Linked DNA regions of Anas platyrhynchos: region 1 is linked to region 2. The links are chromatin contacts, called in public Hi-C maps. All regions are on one chromosome and are shown on one strand. The core of a region is the stretch at or near the end of the contact, and the rest is flanking DNA. Distances in the headings are between cores, read along the strand shown. Region 1 overlaps EML6 (EMAP like 6). Region 2 overlaps ACYP2 (acylphosphatase 2).

What was found. Hi-C and Micro-C count contacts between places; a contact is called where the count stands out from the background.
Region 1: a Hi-C map of liver shows a contact between it and region 2, with 4 times the contacts expected there. The contact joins two enhancer-like sites. A contact is called at or near these places in 2 of 8 Hi-C or Micro-C datasets (liver and subcutaneous adipose tissue).

What each region holds. Positions count from the first base shown.
Region 1 is chr3:4,366,857-4,372,345 of IASCAAS_PekinDuck_T2T, reverse strand. It overlaps EML6 (EMAP like 6), which reads right to left. Exons shown (of 41, transcript XM_038175865.2): 11 at 5,209-5,376; 12 at 4,239-4,345; 13 at 577-695. Among named protein-coding and RNA genes, the nearest start is that of EML6, 73 kb to the right of the region's middle. Within about 2 kb of position 2,640, at least 2 of the 8 cell types and tissues checked have an H3K27ac peak or open chromatin away from gene starts, as enhancers often do.
Region 2 is chr3:4,051,730-4,057,021 of IASCAAS_PekinDuck_T2T, reverse strand. The region is part of intron 3 of ACYP2 (acylphosphatase 2); the gene reads right to left. Among named protein-coding and RNA genes, the nearest start is that of ACYP2, 12 kb to the right of the region's middle. Within about 2 kb of position 3,116, at least 2 of the 8 cell types and tissues checked have an H3K27ac peak or open chromatin away from gene starts, as enhancers often do.

The DNA.
Region 1 (5,489 bases), core at 1,391-3,890, 320 kb before region 2:
AGCTGGGGTATATGCCTTGCTGGCTCAAAAAAAAAACCAACACAGCACACAGGCAGAGAGAACCCACCAAATGTAGGCATTCATAAATCTTCATGGTTTACTTTGCACCTAGCTCCTAAGTTAACACTGATTTCACAGAAATAATATGTAATGCACATAAAATTATATTCAGGTAAGTTTTACAAGAACTTGGGTTCAAGCATAAATCTATCAGGCATTTTTAGAAATCATGGCAATCACAATCAACAAAGAATCTTTGCTCCAGAAAACATAAGGTGTAGTCAGTAGCTATTTAAAAGGTAATTCTGTAAAATGCAATGCTAAGGTATTATTTATTATATGGCTATAGCATTATAACCTTATCTTGTTCCTTAATAAATGCAACTGAAAGAGGCAAATCTATGGCTGATATTCCAAAAATTCCCCAGAGTAATGAAAAATAAATTAATTATGATTAAGCACTGAAAAATACTTTGCTAAATGCTCTGACATGAATTGATTGAAATTGTAAGGCTGTTTTCACAATCAGAAAAAAAAAAGAAAACAACAAAAAGGTATGATTAAATATTACTCTACCCATGTATAAACTGCAATTTTAAACTGTCCTCAGGTGCTCGCTCTCTTTTAAGGAAGGGCACAGAATGGTTTTTCTCTTTACTTTGTTGTTTCAGCTGAGGTAGATCTTCTTTGTAAACCTGAATAATAATTGTTAAAGTTAATTGCACAGCTCTAGTTTTCTGAATATTTATATATATACAAGAAAGTCACTGTTTCAAGCAAGTATTACAACTTGATATACTGTTAATGTGATGTTCATCTGTTACAACAAAGAGCAAGTCATTATCCATCCCTGCAGAACTTCTGATAATAAATGTTTTCCAGATAGGAAAACATTTCATGTGCCCTGACACATGAGGGGCTCAGAACATCACTCTGGAGTAGCATCATAAGAACGTACTTTTTCTACAAGATGCCACTTAATGAAAAGGATTTAAAATACTGACAAACACTTTTTAAGTCTCTAAGTGTCTTTTTAACTTCATATGTATTTCAGTGTACACAGTCAAAGCTGGACATAATGAACTAATTCTAGCTAGGGATTATGGTGAAATACACACAAACCAACAGCACTTAAGTGATTTGCCATTGTGTCCAGAATTGTGAAGCACAATTACAGCCCTATAGACAAAACTAAAGTCACAAATTACCATGCATCTACATTTTTCAGAAATTATGACATTCTTTGAGGATGCTGAAGATGTTTGAAGCCTCTTGAAAGCCGTGGCACTAAACAAAATCCATTATAACGCTGACATACAGCCTTATTGTTTGTTTTCTGTCCCCACATTTCTTTTTTTGTTTGCCTTTTTTTTCTCTTCCCCCAAAAGGACAATGAAAATTTCAACTCCACAGAAACATATGTGACTGCAGAGATAGAGTATTGGATATTTACCAGAACAACGTTCATATAACTTGAGATGGGTTTTTGATATGGTAGCTAAATAGAACCTTAACACATTTTGTCTGTCACTCATATGAAATGTATTTTGTCCTTAGTGTTCTCATCCATTTACCTCCTCAGTGAATGCTGCCAATAAAAAAGAATACCAGGAGTATCATTTTCTAATGCATCTGAATACGCAGAAGTCTTTACACTGCTTCAGCCACAAATTTTTTAAAAAAGAAGAACAAATCCACGTCTCAAAATAAGATCCGTGTTTTTAAGTCTCCATGTGCTTTTGTAAATTATTTCCTCTAAAGAGTGATTTTCTTCTAAGTGCAGCTTATATGCTTGATGTTGTCTCACATTTCCTGTATAAATCCTATTTTAAGTTGCTTCTAGCTTTGTCATACATTAGCCTGTGTGAAATATTACAGTTTAACTGCCTAAAACTATTTTTTCCATTTTCAGGTTTTAATTCCAGACGTCCTTTTTGACACATAGACAGTGTGGAGGAGGAGGATGTCTGATTTGAATTCAGAGGGAGAATCAGGAGGAGGAGGAGGAGGCTGGAACAAGCACTCCAGACAGACTTGGAGTAAATGAAATGGTGGAGAGAAAATTTGACAAACCTCTGCTTCACTTGGCAAGCAAAATAGATCGCTATAATAAACAGGTAGAATAAGCTGCTGTCTGAAGGACCTACATCACATAATACAGGATCTAGAAAGTGTGGTGAGAAGACAAAAGATAGCCCTTTTCCTAAAGTCTAGAATGTTAGAGGGTGACCCCATCAGCGCTCTAGAGAGCAGCTACATGCAGCCATGAAGTCACTCAAACAAACTGGAAGTTCCTTGTGTATTTTGCATGCTTTGGGCACTTAGTCTGAGATTCTAGTTCTGGTCTGTGGAAATTTTGACCTTTCACCATTGAAATTGATAAGGTAACATGTCAAGGCGATAATTAATAGTCTACTCACAATGATAATGACTCCTGAAAAATCAGGTCTCAAGTATTTTAAAATGGAAGCCAAAATCAGAAGAGCAAGCAAACCATTTGGTATGAATGTTTCCTTGTCTTCAAAACAAAGATAATAGCACCCTCCGACGTCACAGACTGATAAAAAGATCAGTGTTTACGTAGCACTTAGTAAATTCAGCCAAGACTCCTGATCACCAGACAAGCCTACAGTGACAATGCAGATCCAAGGTCAAGCTGACACATTGAGTCAGCAAGTCAGAATCTGCTCTGGAGACAGTAACCCGGGACAGCTACCATAACTGACTGCCAGAGCTCACAAAGCCACAGCCCAGTAGTTGCCAGACATTGGTAAATGTGATGTAGGAGGCCCTAAATCAAGCCAAGACCCAAGATCCAAGTCTGGATCAATTGGGGTACATGGTCAGGCCTTTATCAGAGCTGAAGGGTATTGGGAGACATCATTTATTCAAGATGAATAGAAATTGTTATGATATTTTTAAGGTATAGAAGCCACTATTCGAAACACGGAGCTCATATAAAAACAGGAAGAAGCTAAGCTATGTAACAGAACATTTTCATTAAGGACTGAGGTCGAGTGAATGGCAAACTCAGAAGTTGACAAATTATCAGGAGAGAGATCAACAGGAGTCCATCGAGAACGTAAGGGAAGCACCTGGAGCATGATTGCAAGAGATAGAGAACAGTGAGTTTTGTTTTTCTGTTGTTCACTGAGTAGAACTTGATACTTGAAGTGAAGATACAACATTTTTGTTCAACTGTGTTAATGAAATAGGTTTTTATATAGAAACAGTACGTTGTTTCAACTTTGCAAATAAGTGGATCTGAATCAGACAATTCCAAACTCTTATTTGTTTCTCCTGTTAAGGAAAGTAATCAACAGGATTCTAAATAATACTTAATGACACTGGCCAAAGCAGAATCAGTTTCATGCACAGACAGAACATGAGCCAGGATAAATCATTCTATAAAGTTCAATTAAAATTTAACAGAATTCCAAACGCTTTAAAAATCAAAGCTAAAGGAATACTCATTACATTTTTTTAAATTTTAATTAAAATAATAGAACATGTGTTATAAATCAACATCGAAAGATCAGGTTAAAGAGTGGAACGTCATACTACAGTTCCTGAAAAAAATCAATGCAGAAAAGACTGCTCATTTGATTTGTTTTTCTCTTGCATGGAAGCAATCTATTTTAATTTATCTAAGAAAGTAGTTGTATTGAAAACAGAAAGAAAATTCAGTGTATTAAGTGATCAGTAAAGACTGGTTTTACTTTGTTCTCATAAACTAGAGAGATTTTAATTCTTGGACATTTTGTCATTGGTAATAAAAATAATCTGTCATAAATAAATGTATTGTACAGGCTTCATATTCATTAAGAGGATTATTCTGCTTTGAATATGCAGAAGTCATAGGAAAACTCCATCATCTCTATTTTACAAATTAAATTTCTGAATCTGATTTGAACTGTCTTCATTAGCACACATCATAGGAATGGAAGTAGTGATAAGCTCTCACAAAATGTTTAACTTTGTGCTCTATAAGATATTTTCTTATTTCAATATATAATTATATATACACCAATGTATTTTTCTTCCAACCCTTTCAAATTCTCATCCACAGATAAATAAACTGGTTTTATTTATATTTATTGCATAATCAGCAGAATACTGTCAAAATAATCTTCTTACAGTAGGCTCATGAATTAGCTGCAAGCTTCTTTTACTCATCTTTACTGAATACTCATGATAACTTGTCAGGCAATTGGCACAACGTATTAATTTCTACTCACCTGGCGATCATAGTTGATTTGAGCTTCCTGTTCAATGTCAGAATCTAACTCTGGCACATCAGATAAATCTGAATCTGACTCTTCACTGTAGGAATCAATGCCACCCTCTGCATAAAAATAATTCATATATAACAGACATCTAATTACAAGGAAATAGTATGTGACGTTTTTATTATAATTTAGACTATATGCAAACTAGTATTCAACAACTTTGGAAAAATAAGCAGCTTGTAAAAATCTTATGGGCTGACTGAGTGCATCAGGTTTCATTTCTGTTTCTCCTATTTCAATGCCTGGGACGGGATGGTGGCAGAGGGAAAAAGAGTAAGTAAGTAGTTACTAGCACATTTCCATCATCTTAAAGAATGTGTTATTAATAGGCACTGGAGTGAGTACATACAGAAATGGTAAATAAAATCTTTCAGTGTGATCACTTTCCATGTATAAAAAGATTTGCTATAACATAAGCATTTTACCAATTACGTAGGTAGAGTGAATTTTTGCCCTTGTGTTGAGGGCAATCAAATTTTCAGCAACTGCCATAGTTTGTATGGCTTTTGTAAAATATTTTAAATATCATGGATATAGCAGGAAAATCTATCACATATAATAAAAGCGTGAATTTGCATTGCAAATGTAAGTAATTCAATGTGTGCAGTCAGGCTTCTGAAGGCAAGTTAGATGGCTAATTCTGAAAACTGAATTTGATCTAGTTATCTCCATCTAAGCTGTTTTTTTATACGCTTTGGCAAATACTACTTGTGTATTCTTAAACATACAACATAGCACACTGCAGAAAGAAATGGTTGCCTGTAAGAAGTAAAACTGTCACAGACATACTGAGTCGATGTCATTCCATGGAATTGCAATAAAAAAAATGTTTTTCTGCTAATTCAATAAAAGCTTTTGCATAATTGCTGCATTCTCTGTTATCCTATTTAATAAATAATTTAGAAGAGATCACTTTTACCTTGTGGAGCTGTTTCGAGGATGCCATTTGTTATCCCTTCAGGGATAAATCGCCACTGAAAGACAGAGTGATCAGCACCTCCTGTACTTAAAACCCACTGAAAGTCATGGGACCATCGGACATTGGTTACATGTGCTGAATGACCAACATATTTTCTAAATTTAGCTCCTAAAGTGAAAAATAGAACTGTTAATATGTAAGAAGAAAAACAAAATTAACATGGTAACTAATGAAGGCAGGCTTTCCAACTGAAACTGAAAAGAAAGCTACAAAAAATACTT
Region 2 (5,292 bases), core at 1,867-4,366:
AGATGCATGGAAATTACACCTAGGGACAATGCAACCTAAAGAAAGATACTGGTAAGTCATTGCTTTATATATTTGAGTGACTGTCCACATTCAATTCCATTCGAGTCCTTCAATACAGTGTTTTATTATGCTGCATTCATCATCTAACATTATCACCAAACTAATACCTAGCAACAGTAATAGTAATACATGGAACATACAAGCACCTAAAGTGAAAGTTCTCCCCCATTTGATTCAATATTTCCAACTATTACTTCAATTTTTAATTCATATTAATCCAAAAGCACTGGTTATCACATTGTGCTCTGATAACCTGTTGTACTGATATGTAATTACCACAATTCATTGTTTCAAAAGTAAATCTGACTTCCTAGTTTGACATTGATTCTGAATGCTAATCGTTAAAAAAAAAAAAAAAAAAAAAAAAAACTAATTCTAATACTGTGGATATCACCAGAAATCAATGCTCCATTTTACTCAGGAAAAGTTAAGGCTCTAGGGAAGCTTGTACGAGTCAGAAGTGAGTGCTAAGTTAAAGATTAGGCTCTGCAAACTGTACATGTATTTGGAGAAATGAAACTGAGTGACTCACAGTGCCATTTTTGCAAGGATACAACAGGAAAGAGTCTACACACTGAAAGAAAACTTTCCTGACAGTAACTATAGTGTACACATCAAGTCAACTGGAAAAGTTTCTTGGCACTGAGTATATCCTACGGATTTCTGAAGAGAAAGCTAAAAAGAATTTGCTCGACACTGAAGACCTTGCCTATCTCAAACATATCCATGTTTGCTTCCCAAACAAATGATTTTCAGTAACTGTACAAGCAAACAGACCCTAAGGGAAAAATCCATAACTTGACAATTTTTCCTTTGTGCTAGCAACCCAACGATATGAAACTAACTGGAAAAACACCTGATAGAAATCCGTTACTGTACCCAACAGGAACTACTCGGGAAACAAATTAAAAGAATGTTTTTTTGGAACGAAAAAGTTGCTTGTAGCATCTGTCAGGTCTAGGAAGCAAGTTTCTGCAGATTTACTTGATTCCATTCACCAAAACTTACATGTTAGACGTGCACTCTGTCGTTCATAATGTTATTTTTAACATTTATTCCTAGCAAAACCAGTTTCTCTCCTCTTCACTCTAATTCTGATTCTCCAATTCCTTCCCTGGCATCCTTATTCTATATGCATCTATTTGCATCTATTGTTTCACTAGACACAGGCAGTTTAAAGATCAGTTTCAACATGACAAATCAAGAGATTTTGTATTTGTAAGCATCTACAGGCAGATAGATACCACAAAAAAAAAAAAAAAAAAAAAAAAACACAAATTGCATGCTTCCATATATCCCACAATACAAGAACTCCAGCATTCAAAGAAAGACTGCAGGAGGTAAATAAAGGAATAGTAGAAAGCAATACTGAATGGAAGAAAAAAGTAAACAGAGCCCCAAGCGACATGAAATCCTCACTCTGCAGAGAGTCTCTGGCCATGAAGCAGTTGATACACCCTCTGTATATTATGGGTTCACGAACTGCATTCACCATACTGCGTTTTCACTTTGCTGTGAGGCCAAGAAATTCAGGGGGCCCACGCTAGGTTCAGGTATAGCTCGGGCTCAACATACTCCAGAAAACCAATTCAGAATTCAATTAATCCAGCTATTATGAACATGGATTCAGGATCTGCTTTTCCTCATTTGTCATTAGCATTGCTATAATCAGACACAGCGTAATAAGACAAACATATCTTGGCATTACTTGCACAGCTAGATATCAAGTGTTTGGAGCAACAAAATGTGCACTGAACCTACAGCACAGAACAAGAAACAGCTGGAAACTATTCCTAATGCTCTTACTGTCCTCTTTTCACTAAACATTATTGCTAATCCCACACATCCAGGTTGATTAATCAAGTGCCAGAAAAATCAGATGACCAGGAAAAATCATATGAGATCTTTCAAATAAAATTCAGTCTTTGATTGCCTTTGGGTTTTGGCATCATCTTAACAGAGCTTATTTTTCTATGACATGCAAGGCTGGGAACATTTTATTTATTTTTATAAACAGAAATTCAATTCCTACATAAGTTTGTACCAAGGACTGAGGCTTTAAGAAAAGAGGTGAAGTACTGTCACAAAAATCTTAGTTGGCAATACAGTCAAGCAAGACACGATCACTGGGTCATTACTGAATTAAGCAGTCAGTGTGCCTGAAGACAAGCTTCACAGAACAGCCTGTTGATCTCCATAAAGTTATTTTATTCACCAAATTCAAACCTAAAACATATCAAAGTTTATTTGCTTGAGGAACGGCCCTCTTTATATAGAGCTTAAGTTACAGCTGTTATCCTCAAAGTTCTACTTCTTTTTTCTTTATGAAAGGTGAAAAAAGAAACTTTCCATCAAGATCTGTATGCTTTGAGAAAACCCTCAATTTATGAGAGTAGCCTCTCCTTTATTTGTAAATATCTTTGGATTGCTTATATTTCATGGGGAAGAGTTTCTGTCCTCCAGTCAGTTTGTACCACTACAGCAGTACAAGCAGCCAAAACTTTTAGATAGCCACAAGAGAAATCGTGTTTTCTGCCAAGCTGTAGTGGGGCCAGAGCAACTGGGAAGGCAAAAGTGTTCAAGGATTTCCATGTCTGCTGGTATAAAGACAGCTCCTCTTCTGCTGTGAAGTGACAGAATCAAGGACAACATCGTTTAGTGCTTGGTTCTCCTGCCTTACTCTTTCTTTGACCTGGCTATAGAACCAGAACTAACAACTTCTTTTGTGGCAGCGTTTATCAGAGTACTTCATCTGTTAAGAATTAAGCAGAATTTTCTTAAATACTACCTATTAAAACATAAATGCTTGTGTTAAATAAGGTAACAGATTTATGTTACACAGTTAAGGACAACCATTTTTTTCTTTAATTATGTAGGAACTTATTTTTAAAGGTGCAGTTTGCTATAGAGACCGAGATGACTGCATGAACAATGAAGAGAACATGTTATGCTTGCCTGCTAAACAAAGCATGCTGGAGGGAAATATGCACAGCTCTTCCACTTCAGACTCCTGTATTTAGTTATGGCCTTGAGATTAGTTCCAGAAGCCACTGCAGGTTACCCTGCTTTAAGAGCAAGGAAGCTGTTTGAGAGAAGCGGGTTACCAATCAACGTGTTCTAAACAAGCCACCAACAGGAGCTCAAAAAGGACTGTGCATCCCAGCCTCGGGCAAGCCTGTGTCACCCCCTTCATGTTCATTTCACTGCTGCCAGCTTTCACTTGTGGATTTGCCTGATCTTGGGACCAGCTGAACATGACAATTCTGGATTATATTTTAGGAGGTGTCGATCAGAGAACTTATTTCTACCTACTGACAGCTGCTAAAAATTTACACTCGCTACATATCAGATATACTTTGACAACAATGCATTATTCAAAGTACTATAAATTCCCTGTCCTTTCCCACTTCGTCCTTTGAGGTTTTTCTCTAAGGTCAGCAGCAAGCAACCCCCTACTAGGGAAACCACTGCTGTAAACAAACACTTGGCTACCCTGGGACAGACTCACATCGCCCAGAGGCACTACATTTTTATTGCCTTCAGTACTGTGCCATTTCTCTCCCTTTTCTTCCAAAAGAATACTGGGTTTGACAACACATCACCTGGTAAAACTGAGGGAAAAAAATGCTGTTTTTGTCAAGTGCCCTGTATCTCAACAGCACATGCCAAACCTTTGAACAGATGATGAACAGAGCAAGGCAAACATGTTTCCCATAACAACTGTCATGCTTCAGTCAGGGAAATATGCACAGACAGGCCCTTGCACCAACAGTCCTGCTAGAGACACCTGAGCTCCATGTTCATACAGAAGCTATCCATTTCAAGATTAATGCCATAGCTTTTGATAGCCACGTTAGTTGGTAAAACATTTGAAGCATTAAATAAGTTCTGTTTCCAAAGCACACAGTAACAGACCTTTTATGCCTTTCTGCGGGGAGTCACGTTCCCAGTGACACAATCCCTTTGGGAGTAGACAAGTTTCCATGCAGGACTCCAGCTAAAGCCATGAACTTCATTTTCTCCATTGGGAGGGCCCAGAAGAGCAGAGCCTGTAGCACACAGCCTTTAGCCTTAGGGGCACTGTTGCCAGGAGAAAGGCGCCAGACAGGTCCCTGGCAGGTGGGATCCCTGCCCAGGCCACAGCAGCCCCTGCAGTGCCAGCATTCCCTCCGTACCCACCCCACATGGCGGCACAACATCGCAGAGCAAGCACTGGCACTTCTCCCACCAATGGGCTGCTTCGTGCCCAGCTCCCATGTGTTCCATGCTTTGCAATTCCCCCTCATCTCCAGCAGGCACACCTTCCATGATTGACAAGTAGAAAGCTTAGAGAGAGTTTAAGTCTTTTGATTGCTCCCAACATAAAATAAAATATCCAGTATTTCTCATGACGCATGGGGCTCAATATTTAGGTTGTCAGCCCCCTACATATTTCTGGTTGGGAATAATAGGAAAGACTCCTTTAATAATAGCTTAGAAATTATAACCCAGGCACTAACTTAAATGGATTTTTGTTAGCCTAGATTCAGTGAATAATTGTGTTCCTTTGTCCCAGGCAAAGGAACAGCTTTAAGATGAAAAACTTTTTTTTTTCCCCAAAGAAAAGAGTACAGGTCCAGTTTTTTCTTTGCTTTTAAATATTTATCCCTGGATCTTGAAAGTCCCAAGAAACCTGTTGTATGTGCTTAAACAGCCTAGCAGAGAAATCCTGCCTGCTGGTTTGGTCTTACACCAAAACCCTTTAGAAGGATAATGAAGACAGCATCACATTTCATAAGAGATTTCCCAAACGCCTGCTGAGCTGACCTTGTTTACAAGTGCTCACTGAAACAATTAATTGCTTGTATTGCTTGTATGTTCCACTCCCCACTGCCGGGGCTGAGTTTCCTGCCTATACTGTCCATATGGACACTAGCCAAAAAGAAAATTTCTGTGTAATTATCCAATTAATTATTATCAATACTAGCACTTAACAAGAAAAATTGACAGCTGGTATACATAACCACTTCATTTCTATCATGCAAAAACTACAAAGGCATTGGTTTTCTCATTAATAGCAAAGAAATAGGTTGAATGGTTTTGTTTTAAGCTACAGAGGACAAGAAAGACAAGAAGAATAGAGTGGTGAAATCGTGGACCAGGAACTGGGAAACAACTTGGATGGTTTGCAAGATGCTTCCTGTGACACTGTGCCAGTCAGTTCCTCTCCATGCTATGGTGTTCTATTTTTAC